2 separate regions of the Anas platyrhynchos genome follow, and region 1 is linked to region 2. Evidence: chromatin contacts called from public Hi-C data. All regions are on one chromosome and are shown on one strand. Each heading gives the region's core, a stretch centred on a gene start, on an enhancer-like site or on the middle of the called end of the contact. The rest is flanking DNA. Distances are from core to core; before and after follow the strand shown. Region 1 holds the start of AGPAT5 (1-acylglycerol-3-phosphate O-acyltransferase 5). Region 2 overlaps AGPAT5 (1-acylglycerol-3-phosphate O-acyltransferase 5).

Region 1 (7,053 bases), core at 3,142-5,641, 48 kb after region 2:
AAGTCCTCCAATGCACTTGAACTGCACCTGTTTATGTCAGTGACTGCTTTGGCTCATCGCTGGTAAAATTAACACCCTTTGCTCTCTAAGACTTCCTACTCACTTTACAGAGTTCAAGCATGTCATATACATTCATCCTAGGAAAAAATACCGTAGCACTTCTGCAGCTTACAGCAGGGCAGGTGAGATTCAATGTAATTGCATTACTACCCAAAGCAACATAGGGCCAAAACAGGGCCCTTCTCCCTGTTCCGCTTCCCAACAAACCACCTTTACAGTTTTTCATCACTATGACTTTATAATCCTGGAGGTTGTTGAAGAGTACTGTCACAACGCCACGTATAGATTAATTTTATATATATTTATAGCTCCTTAATAAAATGCATGGATATTTGCCAAGCTGCAATTGCACTGACAAATCTCCAGAATGCTACAGGATTTCACTTTATAGTCATAATGTTTTTGTACAGTTTACCCAGTTTTCAGGATTGGCATGTTCCGGCTTGCTTTTTGTACTCTAAATACTGGTTCTTCGGTTTTCTACAGCCAACTCTTGCATGATGATTAGCAATAGGACTATTTATGGTAATTCATTTACAGAATTCTAATATTGTTGGAAAACCTAAACTGATTCCATCTTAGCTCAAGTTCTATTTAGGCTTTCCAAAACAAATCTTTTTGGTGAAAACATTAACAGGTCTGACTTAAACTTTAAAAAGGAAAAGTATTTGTAATATGAGAAAATGAAAAAACACTTTTATCTATTTCATGAGCCATTCTTTAGATTATAAATACTTAGAAATGATTCACAACAATTATTGCTCTGTAATTGTTTCAGATCTCAAGCCAAATACTTAAGAGAAAAGGAATTATTACTGTTTCAAGACTTGCTGACACACAGTTCGGAGTATCACCTTATCTGGTTACATTTCACAACTGAAGTATGTGCTACAAAGATAAAATGTCTTTCTAGCACAAACTAGAATTTTTGTTTTAATAAACTTGACTTAGAACACCCAAGTCAAGTGCAAAATAAGAAAAAATGTTTGCACATATGGTCACAAGGGAAAGACAGGATTAAATACTCTATGGATGAAAAGCCATTGATGCACAGATACATAATTTTCCTCAAAAATAAATAAATAATTATCCTGATATTTCACTATTTCATTCAGTCAAAAAATAATCTATGTTCAAAATCCAAACCAATTTTTAGTCTATTAACACTCCACTGATGCTAAAAATGAGAATTTCAACAAAATTATTATTTTAAGGTCAGACATCTCAACTATTCACAACAGCCTCGGAGTGTTATCGTATCGAAAAACCACAAACCCTCTAAGCATAATAATCTAAGGAATGAACAGAACACAACGTTAAAGACATTTTTCTTTTGCATAGGGTGAGACTGCAGCAGTGCTGAGAAAGTCACTTAAGTGATTTACTGAATCAAAGCCTTAAGTGTCTGTGTAATCCTACTTATTTCAGTGAGACTAGGCAGTATGTGCTGGTATCCTGATGGATCAATTTGTTGGCCTCCCTTTTATCCAGTTATGAAAATTATTGCAACAAACTTAAATCGACTGAATAAAATAATGGACCTCAAAGAGATGCTGAACTCCTTCCATCCTATCATGAAGTCTTAATGTTTGTAAACCCATACAACTGTCTTTATGAAGCTACTTAAGTTCATATTCTTATATTTTGGGGGGGAGATTGCATATAATGATGTTACGCTTCTGAATTTAATTACATGCCTTATAACAGCCAATTCACAGGAGCTCTCAGGTTACCATCCCAATCTCATACACTCAGGCACATGCTTAACTTTCCACTGTGAGTTTCAAGTTAAACGTGTTCAGTGTTTGCATGGGAAGGTCTGAAAGGACACCCTGTTTCTCCTCCCTAAGTATATCGGAGATCTCTTCCACTGAAATGAAACACAAATCTTAAGGATTCTTCCTCTTACCTTTCTACATATGCATCACACTTTCCATGTTTTTATTTAGCTTTGAGTCTCAGTTACTATTTCACTTACCCTATAACATGTGCCAGGTTGGTTTTGTGAACCTTCCTCTTTGTTTCTGTGATTCTTTATTTCAGCTTCGCCTGCATCACCTCCTCTCCTCCTAATATCATCTGCTGCTCACTCTGACAAAGCATCTCTGTTTAGATGTTGTTCTAACTGATCACCTGTACAGGCCTCTCTCCTCTGTTTGAATGGAAGAATTTCTATCAATGTAACCAAAGAAAACAAAGGCGGACTGACAATGGTTGCCTTTTTGTCTGTTTTGGTTATCCTTGCCCATTCTGTACCTTTACATGATAGGCATTTTTTGTGAAAATGTTTTTTATCAAAAGTTCAAAGTGGTTGCTACTCTGTGCGCCATGTTTGTAGGAAAACTGAATAATTTTCCTGTTACAATTTATATCTTGATTTTTTCTTGCTCTCCATCTTTCAAGGAGTTGAATTAAACTACTACACTGCTGCTTTCCGCAGCTAATTACCAAAGTGTGCTACTACACATCAAAATGCCTGCATTAAAAGATGCTATACAAAGAAATAAGGCAGATAAAATAGTAAGTATTTCACCTGTGAACTACTGCTTCCCCTTCCCTTTTTTTATTTAAAAATAAAAAGATGTAAATCACAACACAAGTTAACTGATTTGGACAAGATACAAGGGTGAGGTTACATGAGTTACAAGTTGAGTTAGTTAAAGAGTAATCAAGGCTAAAAGAAGATCTCACTTCCCTTTTGTATCTTTTCTATTCATCCTGATGTCAAACTGTGCAATTTTGCTCTCTGTGTAGCTGGCTTTGTGGGTTTCCATGAGAGCTGGTATTAAGTGAGGCCTACAACCACAGCTTGGGAGCAGAAACTAGGGGAGACCCAGCCTGATTTTGAAAGAAACGTTTCATAAGTCAGTGGATGAATAACTTAGCTGGAAATATCAAGAAGGACCTATTTGTACCGGCTCTGTAACATGCTAATCAACATGTAAGCACTTGTTATTCTTTACTCCCAAGCACATACAGCTGACACTGACTTCAAATACACTTCCATACACTCAGCAACACCGAAAGTCAGGTTGAGGTACAGTGAGTATCTTTTAAATACAGAATTAAAAGTCTCCTTATTTACCTTTCAAATTGCAAATAAATGTGTAGCCCTTTCAAATATGTAACGTGTGATGAGAAAATTGTTAAGTGAGGTATTATTACTTGCACCCAAATGATCTGCTGGTTGTGCAAGAGAGGCCTCCAGTCCTGTCTTCTTAACCTGAAACTTTGGACTGCGCTTTCTGGGGTACTGGATAATCGCTGTCCATGGCTGATCCAAAATTTAACAGCTGAACCCTGACAGCAGGAAAACTGTAAGAGACCTGCGACGCTGTAATAATTTAAAGGTTATGAATCTATTTATTAGAAACCTGTGGATGCATGAAGTGCAATTATGGTTAGCTACGATTTCCTTATCAGCTCTCAGTGCGGTACCGCAGGTGTGCAGGACAGGCCGCGCGGTTCAAGCGCGCAAAGGAGGCTGCCACTCGGGTGCTGACCGAGCATGGCTGCTGTCATGTCCCTTCTGCATTCTGACCTGCAAAATGAACACAACACCGGCACGCCGTGAAAAGCATCACTGGAAGAGCAAACACAACACTGGCACGCCGTGAAAAGCATCACTCGAAGAGCATCGTCGGGCGGCGCTGGGCGGGAGTCCTCCTCGCGGTCTCAGAGGCTTTGCTGGGAGGGGAAAGGCCAAAGCCTGCACCTGCTGCCAGCAGATTTCCTCCCTAGAGATTTCATCTGGCAGCGACCGCCCGGGCCCCTGGCAGGGATGCGGGGTGGGCATGGGGGACCCTACAGCAGGTCCACCACCACCACCACCAGCAGCAGCAGCAGCGGCGGTCCCGTCGCAGCCGGCTCACCTGCACGCCCGTGTAGTTCTCGAAGAAGAAGAGCACCATGCTCTGGTAGATGGTGTAGAGGCGGTCGTCCACCTCGCGGTAGAAGCGTGCGGGGAGGAGGGCGGAGAGCAGCCTCCATGCGCCCCAGGCCAGCACGTAGGTGGGCGCCGTGCCCATCATGACGGCGGCGGGCAGGAAGTAGCGCATGGAGTAGGTGTGCAGCACCAGCGACAGCAGCATCTTCCCGCTCGCTCCCGGCCTCACCGGCACACCCGCACGGGCTCAGGCATCGCCCGCTCCGCCTTCCTCCTCCTCCTCCTCCTCCTCCTCGCCTCCCCTCGCCCCGGGCCGGGCCCGCCCGCCAGGCGGCCGCCTCCCGCAGGGTGCACCCGGCAGCGGGCACCGGCTCACGGCTCCCCCAGCGCCGCCTCCGCCACCATGTTGCCCGGCCGCAGGAGGAGGAGAAGGAGGAGCGGCGGCGGCAGGAAGGCGGCCCCTCACCGGCCGCGGGGGGGCTTCCGGGCCGGGCGGGCACCGGGATGGCTCCTCCCCGCTTGTCACGGCCGGAGGGGACGGCGACGGTGCCAAGCCCGGTGGGGAGCGGGCGCCCGCAGCCCCGCGCCGAAATGGCCGCGGCAGGGCTGTGGGGCTGCTCCCGCACGGCGCGGGGCACCCGCGCTTAGCGGTTGTAATTAGCACTCATTAGAGCCCAGCGTAGGGGAAATGAAGCTCTGTCTGCTCCGGGGGTGGGCTTGCTGCCCCCAGCCTCCGGCTCCTGGTGAGCCCCATAACATCAGCTGCACCAGCTGCCTTAAAGAAAGTGCACGGAGTCTCATAGAAAACAACTGTAATAACTTTGCCAGAGGAAGTTTCACATTAAAGTCTAGTACACAGAATTATTTACTCTCTTTATTTATTTATTTATTTATTTATTCATTTATTTATTTATTTTAAAGTACATTTTATCCTGGATCTTGCGAAGGGGTATTTGCAGAAACGGGTAGTTACGAGGTGTAAGGATCCTTACAAAAGAAGTGGATGCTCAGTACCCTCTGTTCAGATTCTGCTTCCTCTGCCAGACTTTAACTGGGACAAGCTTTGTCCTTGGCGGCTGTTTACCTCATGCTAACAGCTCTTTAACGTGTGTTGAAAATTTTATCCGAATAGTCCAGCAAAACAAGACAGGGGGAAAGATGCTAGGTTGAAGTACTGTGGCGGCCTTTCTCTGAACCGCCTCAGGGCTGCTGTGCTCTGCAGGGAGAACTCATATTTGGCATGCACCATAGTGTTAGTGTCCCTCACAAGATGCTTTATTTCTTTCTCCCCTCCAAAAGGGGAGACTTTCTGCCAGGGCCTCTGGCCTGGTCAGTATTTATATTTCTGTCCTCACTGAGTAACCGAAAGCACTACCCTGGCCCAGGACTACCAGAAAAGAGGCGCTTCCCTCATCACAGCCTCTTTTGGCTGGCAGTTTTTCTGGCTGGCCAGAAAATTGAGGAAGAAGCTTCTGTTTTGCGATGCCTGCAACATGGCCACATGGAAGAGAAAGTAATTCACCACGGTACAGGGTGGGGAATGTAATCCAACTGAATACAGGGAGGGGAAAGCTGAGGCCAGGAGGACAGAATCAGGTATGCAGGAACGAGCACTCTTGTGGGACTGGAACGGTAGGGCAGACTGGAGAGGATCCAGACATGCTGCTTGAAAACAGTGTGAGCTTATGTGATGGCATTAAAGTCCCAGTGAACAACCTGAAGAGATGAGATGCTGTGAAAGGAATAAAAGTGTTTATATAAAGGAATGAACTTAAGGCCTCTGATTCCATATATATAGAATCACATCTTTCCTTACAAGACCATTGTGAGGTTAAGTTCACTCAAGCTTCTGAAGAACTTGGATGCTATCATAATTACAAAATCTGCAGAAATGAACAATTCTGCCACTGGAGGATGGTTTGACTACCATGTAATAAATAAGAACTGAAGACACACACTGAAAAAAGATAAAGGAGATAAAATACCAAACTCATCAAGACATAATGCACATTCTGTGTACTGAATGCAATAGTAGCCTAGTGGAAAAGCGGTACCAAATCTCATAGCTGAACTCAAGCAGTCTTAATCTGACATTTCCTGACACAGTTAAGTGCTTGACTTCGCAACCGTAATAATATTCTTTCAGCTTAGGATTTCAGGGGGCTTTTTGTGTGTGTTTATATACACGGCTGTTCTACATGGATGGCTATTCCGGTCTTCAGTTGGATTTAGTCCAGTGATAAAATTGAGCACTGATACACATTGAAATCATTATATACTAAAATACATGTTTTTACCAGCATTAGAGTGGTTGCCCCTTCATTCCTTTGAATGTCTTCTCTGCTGTATTACAAATTAGTAAATAAGACTGCTTGATCTTTGCTGTATTTTACATTCTGCCTGTTTTTAACTTACCCCCTTTTTCCTTTTTTGTTACAGTAATGTTCAAATTTTTATTTTTTTCATCTATTTGCTGCTTTTTCACCTTCTTAGTCTGTCACCATTCCACACCAACTGCACACACAACACAAGTGCATGCATGTGCTCACATAATTCATTTCTGCTTTTGATCATTTTATATTTTCAACAGGCTCTTTTAACACAGATTCTTCTCATTATCAAGTCTATGTTATCAAATGGGTAAATGCAGAGGTCACCAATTTAGTTCTTAGTCACAAGAAAAGTATATGGTCCCTTGTACTATGGTTTTGGACTTTTTAAATTTCCTAGCATAATCATGTCAATATGATGTGGTATTATGGTGTTGAAATGTCTGCAACTGAGCGAAACCCAAAATTTTCAATTCAAGAAATTGCTGTGCCACAATAATTAGATCTAGGACACTGTCTTCTTCCTTGCTTCTCTTGATTCATAGGTATTTTTTATCCTAGATCATTCTGAATTGAACCACGGGAATGTGGTCTCACCACCAGGAATGTGAGACCACTGGTCTCTAGACCACTAGACTACAGAGCAAAATAAGAAAAATGCTCTTACCCTCACTACAATTCTTACTGTCAGCTGACTAAATTCCTAGGCATTTTACTTTCAGCTGAAAGAAGTGAACACACCACATTATGAAATTAGGACTCCAAACTTGTTAAGAT
Region 2 (6,721 bases), core at 3,762-6,261:
TAATGGATCCAAGTGCAGAATGTTTATCGTGCTTTTAATGACCAATCACAGCAGAAGTAAATAATTCAAAATAAAAAAAAATGCATTTCTGTCCTTAAACCGTGGATTTCCAGCCCTCCTCCTGTGGGACAGAATACACGCTAACCCAGCACTGAAGGAATCAATGCAGAATTAGGATTAATGAAAGGGATGCGATGTTCTCCAGAAAAGCAATCGGATTCCCAGAGCTTTTTAATTGCCAAGAAATATTTTACGTGCCACGTTTTGCTTGCTGGGACTTCCACAAAATTCTGTCACTTTGAAAGTTTTCACCTTCAGAAGCCAATTAATTCATTTTTTTTTTAAATTATCAGCATTACCAGGGAAGGTAAGGGAAAAAGAGAAGCTCCAAAACATAAACATACCTGCTACTGAGAAGGGATATATAAATGACTTTACAACACCTTTCCCTTAATGATATCACAGTTCATTCCACCACCCCAATTTATTTGTCTTGACAGTGATGTGGCACTCAGACATTCCAGTTTTCAAGTACTATTGAAGTCTATTTTTATAGGCACTTTAAATATGACAGCACTGAAGTAGCTCAGATTTCATCCTCCCACATTGACTCTTTTATTGCTTCATAATTATTGCTAAAGTCCTCCAAAATTAAGAAAGGGCAAACTGAAGCCTGAGATGGTCATGTCCACCTAAACAGACCCCAATTCTCTCCTATTTTAATGGACTTCAGTAATGTTTGCAATAAGGTGAGAGTGGTATCATGGGAAACAGAAATCTGAATAATGTATTTTTACTCTACAGAACTGACATTTCAAACATGTAACAATGCCCCTCCTTCAGTAACAAAACACTGTGTGTTGTGTTGTATATGGTTTTACAGGCAAAACCATGACAGCAAAGACATACTCTTCTCTGAACTGGAAATTTAAAAAGTGAAGAAAGCATCTAGTCTGGCCCTAAACATTAAGCTACCAAAGCAGTTTGTAAATTATGTCTTCCTTAAAGAAAGAAATCCCATCTCTCTGTTTTCATTTATTTTGTACACCGAATTAACAATCAATTGGCAAAACAAACACAAATTTAAGTGCTGCATTGTTTCTCAGCTCCATGCTTTCCATCACCTCAAGATGAGCTGACACAAAACTATTTCCCTGCCTGCTTTGACAAAATAAAGCAGTGGTGGAACAAAGCAGCACTAGACGGGAAAGCAAACACCGAGGGCAGAGCGAAGTCTGCTCAGCCAGGTTAACCTGGAGCACCAGGGAAGGAGCTGGCAGCACCCACACCTGCTGGTGCTGCTGATGGAGGAGATGCTGTGCAGGATAAATTCGGGCTTCAAGCTGGGAGAGAAGCCTGGGCTGTGGAGAAGAGCACTCCCAGAAATACCAGCAGTGCTATGTGCAAGGCTGGATGCGAGCAGAGACCAGAGCCTCTGATCACAGCGGAGGGAGTAAGCATGTTAGGAGCTGGAGGACCTTTAGAGACAGGAAAAATGGGATGCCCCTGAATCTTAATTAAGCCAGGGTGCTGGCAATGACAACTGAAAAGGTCTTAGAGAGTACTTCAGATAGGAGCAGGGAAGAGAAAAAGGTCAAGAAAAGCAGCCATTCAGGCTGACATAAGATGAGATGGATGCAACTAAAATTCAGTGTGAGAGCAAAACCCAGAAGTGCCTTTACACCAACACAAGAAGGCTAAACATGAAGACAGGAGGACAAGAATTCTTGTCCTCCAGAGAGTACCCCTACGAAGTAGGTATGACCTTGAAGGAGCACACAATGTTAACTGGCTACCAGATTGATTGGCATGACATAGCACGATGCACAGGCGAGGGCATGTGTGAAGGACTGACTATATGAAGAGTAATAGAATAAAGGTAGTACAAGCAGACAAGCAAAATTAAATTACTGTGTACCCTCTAATAAAATACTTATTAGATATATTAAATTATGTCGAGGTCATCTTATTTAAAAGATGATAAGCTCGATGATAGTGATGGATGATAAGCTTGATAATAGTGTTGGGAAAGTGTTAAGCCAGACTGAGCACTGCAATTTCAGGGCTGCCAGCAGGAGTGTGAGATTCCAGATGCCTTGATTGAACTGTATCAACGCTTCATCAGGACGAAGTGCAGAGGGGAAAAGAGAGAAAGAGAAAAGAAAATATTTTTTTTCCTGTAACAATTACTTGCAGAACCCACAAGAAGAGATGCCATTCCTGATGTGGTCCTGAGTTGTGCACAGTATTAGTGAAAAGTGGTCTCCAAAGACAGCACAATTACGTTCAGCATTGTAGAGAGAGTCTAAATAAGTGTAGAACACACACACACATAATTAAAGGAACTATAAAGTTGGAGGGGGAAATAGGAGGGAGAAAAAGAAAAGTGGCAAAATACCATAGAAGAAACGGTTGAAAGGAAGGCAACCTAAAGACTGTTAAAAAAATGTTAAAAAAACAAACCCCAGCAAAACTTAGAAACCCACATAAAATATGTGCAATACAAACAAACAAAGAAAAAAGTGGTCTGAAACCAACATGCATGTTTGAACGGGAAAATTTAGGATGCTACTGCTATATTCCTACCTTCTGTTGGAGAAACAGAAAGCTTGTCCAGATAAGGAAAACCGTAAATCAGCTCATGTCAAATGCAAATATAAAATTAAGAGAACTAAAAATGCAAAGAATGCTCTGATGATTGTAACTTTTTTGCATAAATCAAATGCAGCAAACCAGCAAACCAGTGGGGGTGCTGGATGACAACGGTGAAGAGCAGCACGCATGGTAACGTGTAAGACCATATAAGAGAAGCTCAAACACCTGTTTAGACTTTCCTTTCTTGCTGAAATTGTTTGATTCCTACGCCCATCGCATTCTTTGTACCACACCGCTCAAAGGAACTAGATCAATAAGTAAACACATAGAAATTATTAGACTAAATAAACAAGTTAGATGTCAGGAAGTCACTAAAATCAGACAGCATTCATCCAAAAGCTCTCAAATGTGGAATTCAAAAACAACGATGTGTAACCTATCAGCGCAAACAGCCACTGTGCCAGAAAATCGGGGGGTTTCCCTTCTGCAAATGAGGGCTTTAGAGATGATGCTGGGAAACACAAACCAAAGAGCCTTACATCCCCGGGTAAGATAGCGGTCTATAATAAGATCACTAAGCACAGAGATAATCACAGTCTGTTGGAAAAGAGTTGGCATGGTTTCTGCAAAGGGAAATCCTGTCTCACCAATTTGCTGGCTTTCTACAGCAGTGTCAAGGAGCAAGCGGATAAAGGGGATTCAGTGGACATGATATATTTGAATTTTTATAAAGCCTCTGTCAGGGTTCCACACTGAAGGCTATTAAAGAAATTAAGCTGCCATGGGATTAGGGAAAATGATGTTTTATAGACCGAAAGCTGCTTAAAGGAGAGGAAGCAAATGGAGGGACTTAATGATCACTTTGCAGGACGGAAAAAAACAGCAACTGGAGTTCTCCAGGGACTGATGCTAGGATTGGTTTTATTCCTTATCATGACCAATGAGCTGAAGAAAGGAGCAAACAGTAAAATCTCCAGTTTTTGAGATCTTTTTCAGAAGATCTTAAATTCTTTTGGGCAGTCATATGCCAGGTTGGTGGTGAGGAACACCTAGAAGACCTCCAAACTGAGCAAATGGGGCAAAAATGCAGCAGCTGAGCCTCAGCCTAAAGAAGTATGGGGGAAAATAATAGAAACTTTGATTACATGATGCTTAGCTTGGACTTGGTGATTACAATTTGGGAGGTCAGTGACCATTCTCTGAAATGATCCTCTCAACTGGGTAGCAGAAGCCCCAGATTCCCCCAAATACTGGGCAGCATCAGCAAGCACACTGAGAGCAGGGCAAAAGTGTCACTTTGCAGCTACATAAAAAGATTGAATCCACTTTTTAAATACTGTTTGCAATTTTGGTCTCTGTATCTCACGGAGGATCTGGTGGAATTAGAGAAGGCTACTGCAGAAAGGGACAACTAAAACATTTAAGGATAAAAAGCACCAGCATTAGAAACAAGGAGACATTAAAAAGGCTGAATTTTCATTTTGGAGAAGGGAAGCAGAGAGAAAGATATGAAAGCTTAAAAAAATAAAGACCAAAGATCTTGAAGATGGCAGCTAAGAACTGTGTCTCAACAAATCCTGCAATTTCAACCGTAAATAACCACACTTTTCTACCTTTGTAAAGATGTCTGGATCTAAAGAACCTTTAAAAATTACTTTTAGGAAGTGGTTCCTATAGTTTTCTGTACTGGCACCAGCACTGGTGAGCAGTAGAGCATCGCTGTACTCAGTCCTGCTGACACAAGATGGTGTCTGATGAAGACCCATAGTCCTTGCACATCATAGTTCAGTGAAAGAATCTTTGAGTGGTTTTAATCTGTTATTCTAACAGATGCACTCTGGCCTTTGGGCTGCTCCATAACGATTTGTGAATACTGTACATCGGCCAAATTAGCAGGAGGTTTCCTACAAAAGTATGAAAGTTTTGATCAATAGGCTGCCAGCAACAGAGCCTGGATCAGATTAGGTCTGTGGATAACATCTAAAGGGCTCCACAGATGGTAACTGGAAAGAAGGAGATTTATGAGGCTCACTGTATGGATATTTGCATCTTCCTTGGAACATTTTTGAAGTTTCAGAAATGGAAAAAACAGTTTTGACACACACACAAGCAAGAAAAGATACAAGGATTGGAACAGTTCAAAACAATGATCTCTAGCAAATAAACAGGATCTGTTAGGAACTATGCCAGTACTGTTAGTATCGATGTTTTTCCCTTTTCTTCAGATAGTCTGTTTTGATAAACAGGGAACAGTACCACAAACACTGTAGAAAAAAAGGACTCTGGTGCACATACAAAAAAGCACAAATAAACACAGGCTCTCCAAGCAGCAACATAGTTCTGGCCAAACCTGGCAGTGTGAAGAAGTTAAAGTTGTTTCTGTTATCCTCAGGGTTTAAATACACTTCTGTATAAAGAGCAGGAGTTCCTCAAGCTGTTGTACATAACTGCTGCCCGGGCAGCTGAACGCTTCCTTGCACACGTGCATGAGGCTCATGGTGCAGCATAGTTCTATAAATCTGCAGTGTAAATACTTCCAAAATCCTCTTTGTGGAGCAAAAGTTAGAAGATGCTTCTGTGTCTTCTGCCTACGTATTCCCAAAGGGAAGTTACAGATACCTACAATCAGCAGCAGCTGCCTGAAAATAATGGAGATGTACAAGGTCCTAATTTATGATCAGATGAACAAACTTTCTGGGCTCCCAGGGACACTGGAGGGGTTACTAGTCCTATTCAGGGACTGCCAGTAACACACAGAAGCTACATCCACAAGTGATTGTCATTTGGGGAGATAAAGTATCATTTATGCTTGTCTTATTCTTAAGAAACCTCCTCAGGCATCCAAGCTGTGTTGTTGGAGACAGGAAACCGGGCTCCAGGGACCCCGAATCCCTTTCTATTATTATTTTTAGGTAAATAAACAGAGGTGCTAGTCATTCTGGCACTCATGCTCAGTTAGACTTTTCTCTGGTTTTTGGAGTCCTATAAAGACCTACACCAAGGCCCGTATTCCCATAAACTGATGCTGTTTGGTGAAATGTCATTATTCTCGAACTGAACTACGATGTAATTGTTACAGTACTAAAAGACTTTTCATTCACCAAGACAGCCCTTATCTGCAGAGTATCAGTGCACAAATGCAAATCTGTGCTCAAGGTGCCACTCCAAATAAATCATCCAAAAATTGACAGGCAGGCCTTCATGCCACTCAAACTACTTTTAATAGGAAATGACAGGGGTTCTAAAGTCACAGATCTAGTCCTACAGGAGACAAGGGAAAATGCATTCAGTTTAAAACTGATTGATCATTTCCTTTCCTTATGGCACCAGGTGAAATCATTGTATTGAAACGTGTCATATTTTAATACTTAACACTAAATAAAACCAGGGTTTTCCTTTAAAGCAAAATTGTAAAACAGAATATCATTAGAACTATGTTGCCAACTAGTGTTATTATCAAAATTGCTCCAAATATTTCAATGGAAAATTTACACTACGAAATATGAAACGCAGTTACTTAGGTTTTGCTTGAACAGATGTGGTATGACAAGTTCATGACATGCAATTTACTATACGCATTAAAAAGCCATCCCATACTTGACACAAATTTCACCGATGCTGATGTCCAGCCTCAGTTTTAATTTACATCTTTTCAATTGCTCTAAAGTAATTACCACTTAATTTTCAATATTTCTTCGTGCAATAAGATGACAGCTAGCAGAGATCTGAACAGATTAGTCAGTTCATTGCTACAAATCTTACTTTTGACTGGTTTACATTCCTATTATTGTTTATCATTTTATGTATTTGGTCTTTCAATTCTTTCAACACTTCTATAACCACGTGCTTGTTATCATTCTGTGGATATTGAAAGACAACAGATATGATTGAATTTGGGCCAAAGACTGGTTTCTATTCCTCCAGTTTCTTTGCTATTGTTCTGTACTTCAGCGTCTAACTGAGTCCTAACAAAAATACAGGCACTTGGAAAAGCGTAATTTCCCCCAGGGAAGTTGGACCAGTTTGACCTCCTCAAATTATACCGATCAAAGTGATGTACTGATTTTCAGAAATGCACACACATACACACGCTTTCAAAGTGTTTGTTCTGGAATTGATATACAGC

What was found. A called contact is a pair of places that touch in the nucleus more often than the background predicts.
Region 1: a contact with region 2 is called in a Hi-C map of F1 follicle, with 1.8 times the contacts expected there. The contact joins the promoter of AGPAT5 here to the enhancer-like site in region 2. A contact is called at or near these places in 3 of 8 Hi-C or Micro-C datasets (F1 follicle, skeletal muscle and subcutaneous adipose tissue).

What each region holds. Positions count from the first base shown.
Region 1 is chr3:96,482,870-96,489,922 of IASCAAS_PekinDuck_T2T, forward strand. AGPAT5 (1-acylglycerol-3-phosphate O-acyltransferase 5) reads right to left here and starts at 4,392. Exons shown (of 8, transcript XM_005009206.6): 1 at 3,933-4,392. The coding sequence starts at 4,151.
Region 2 is chr3:96,434,205-96,440,925 of IASCAAS_PekinDuck_T2T, forward strand. The region is part of intron 6 of AGPAT5 (1-acylglycerol-3-phosphate O-acyltransferase 5); the gene reads right to left. Among named protein-coding and RNA genes, the nearest start is that of TMEM14A, 47 kb to the left of the region's middle. Within about 2 kb of position 5,012, at least 1 of the 8 cell types and tissues checked has an H3K27ac peak or open chromatin away from gene starts, as enhancers often do. A contact at or near this core is called in F1 follicle, where this site is marked.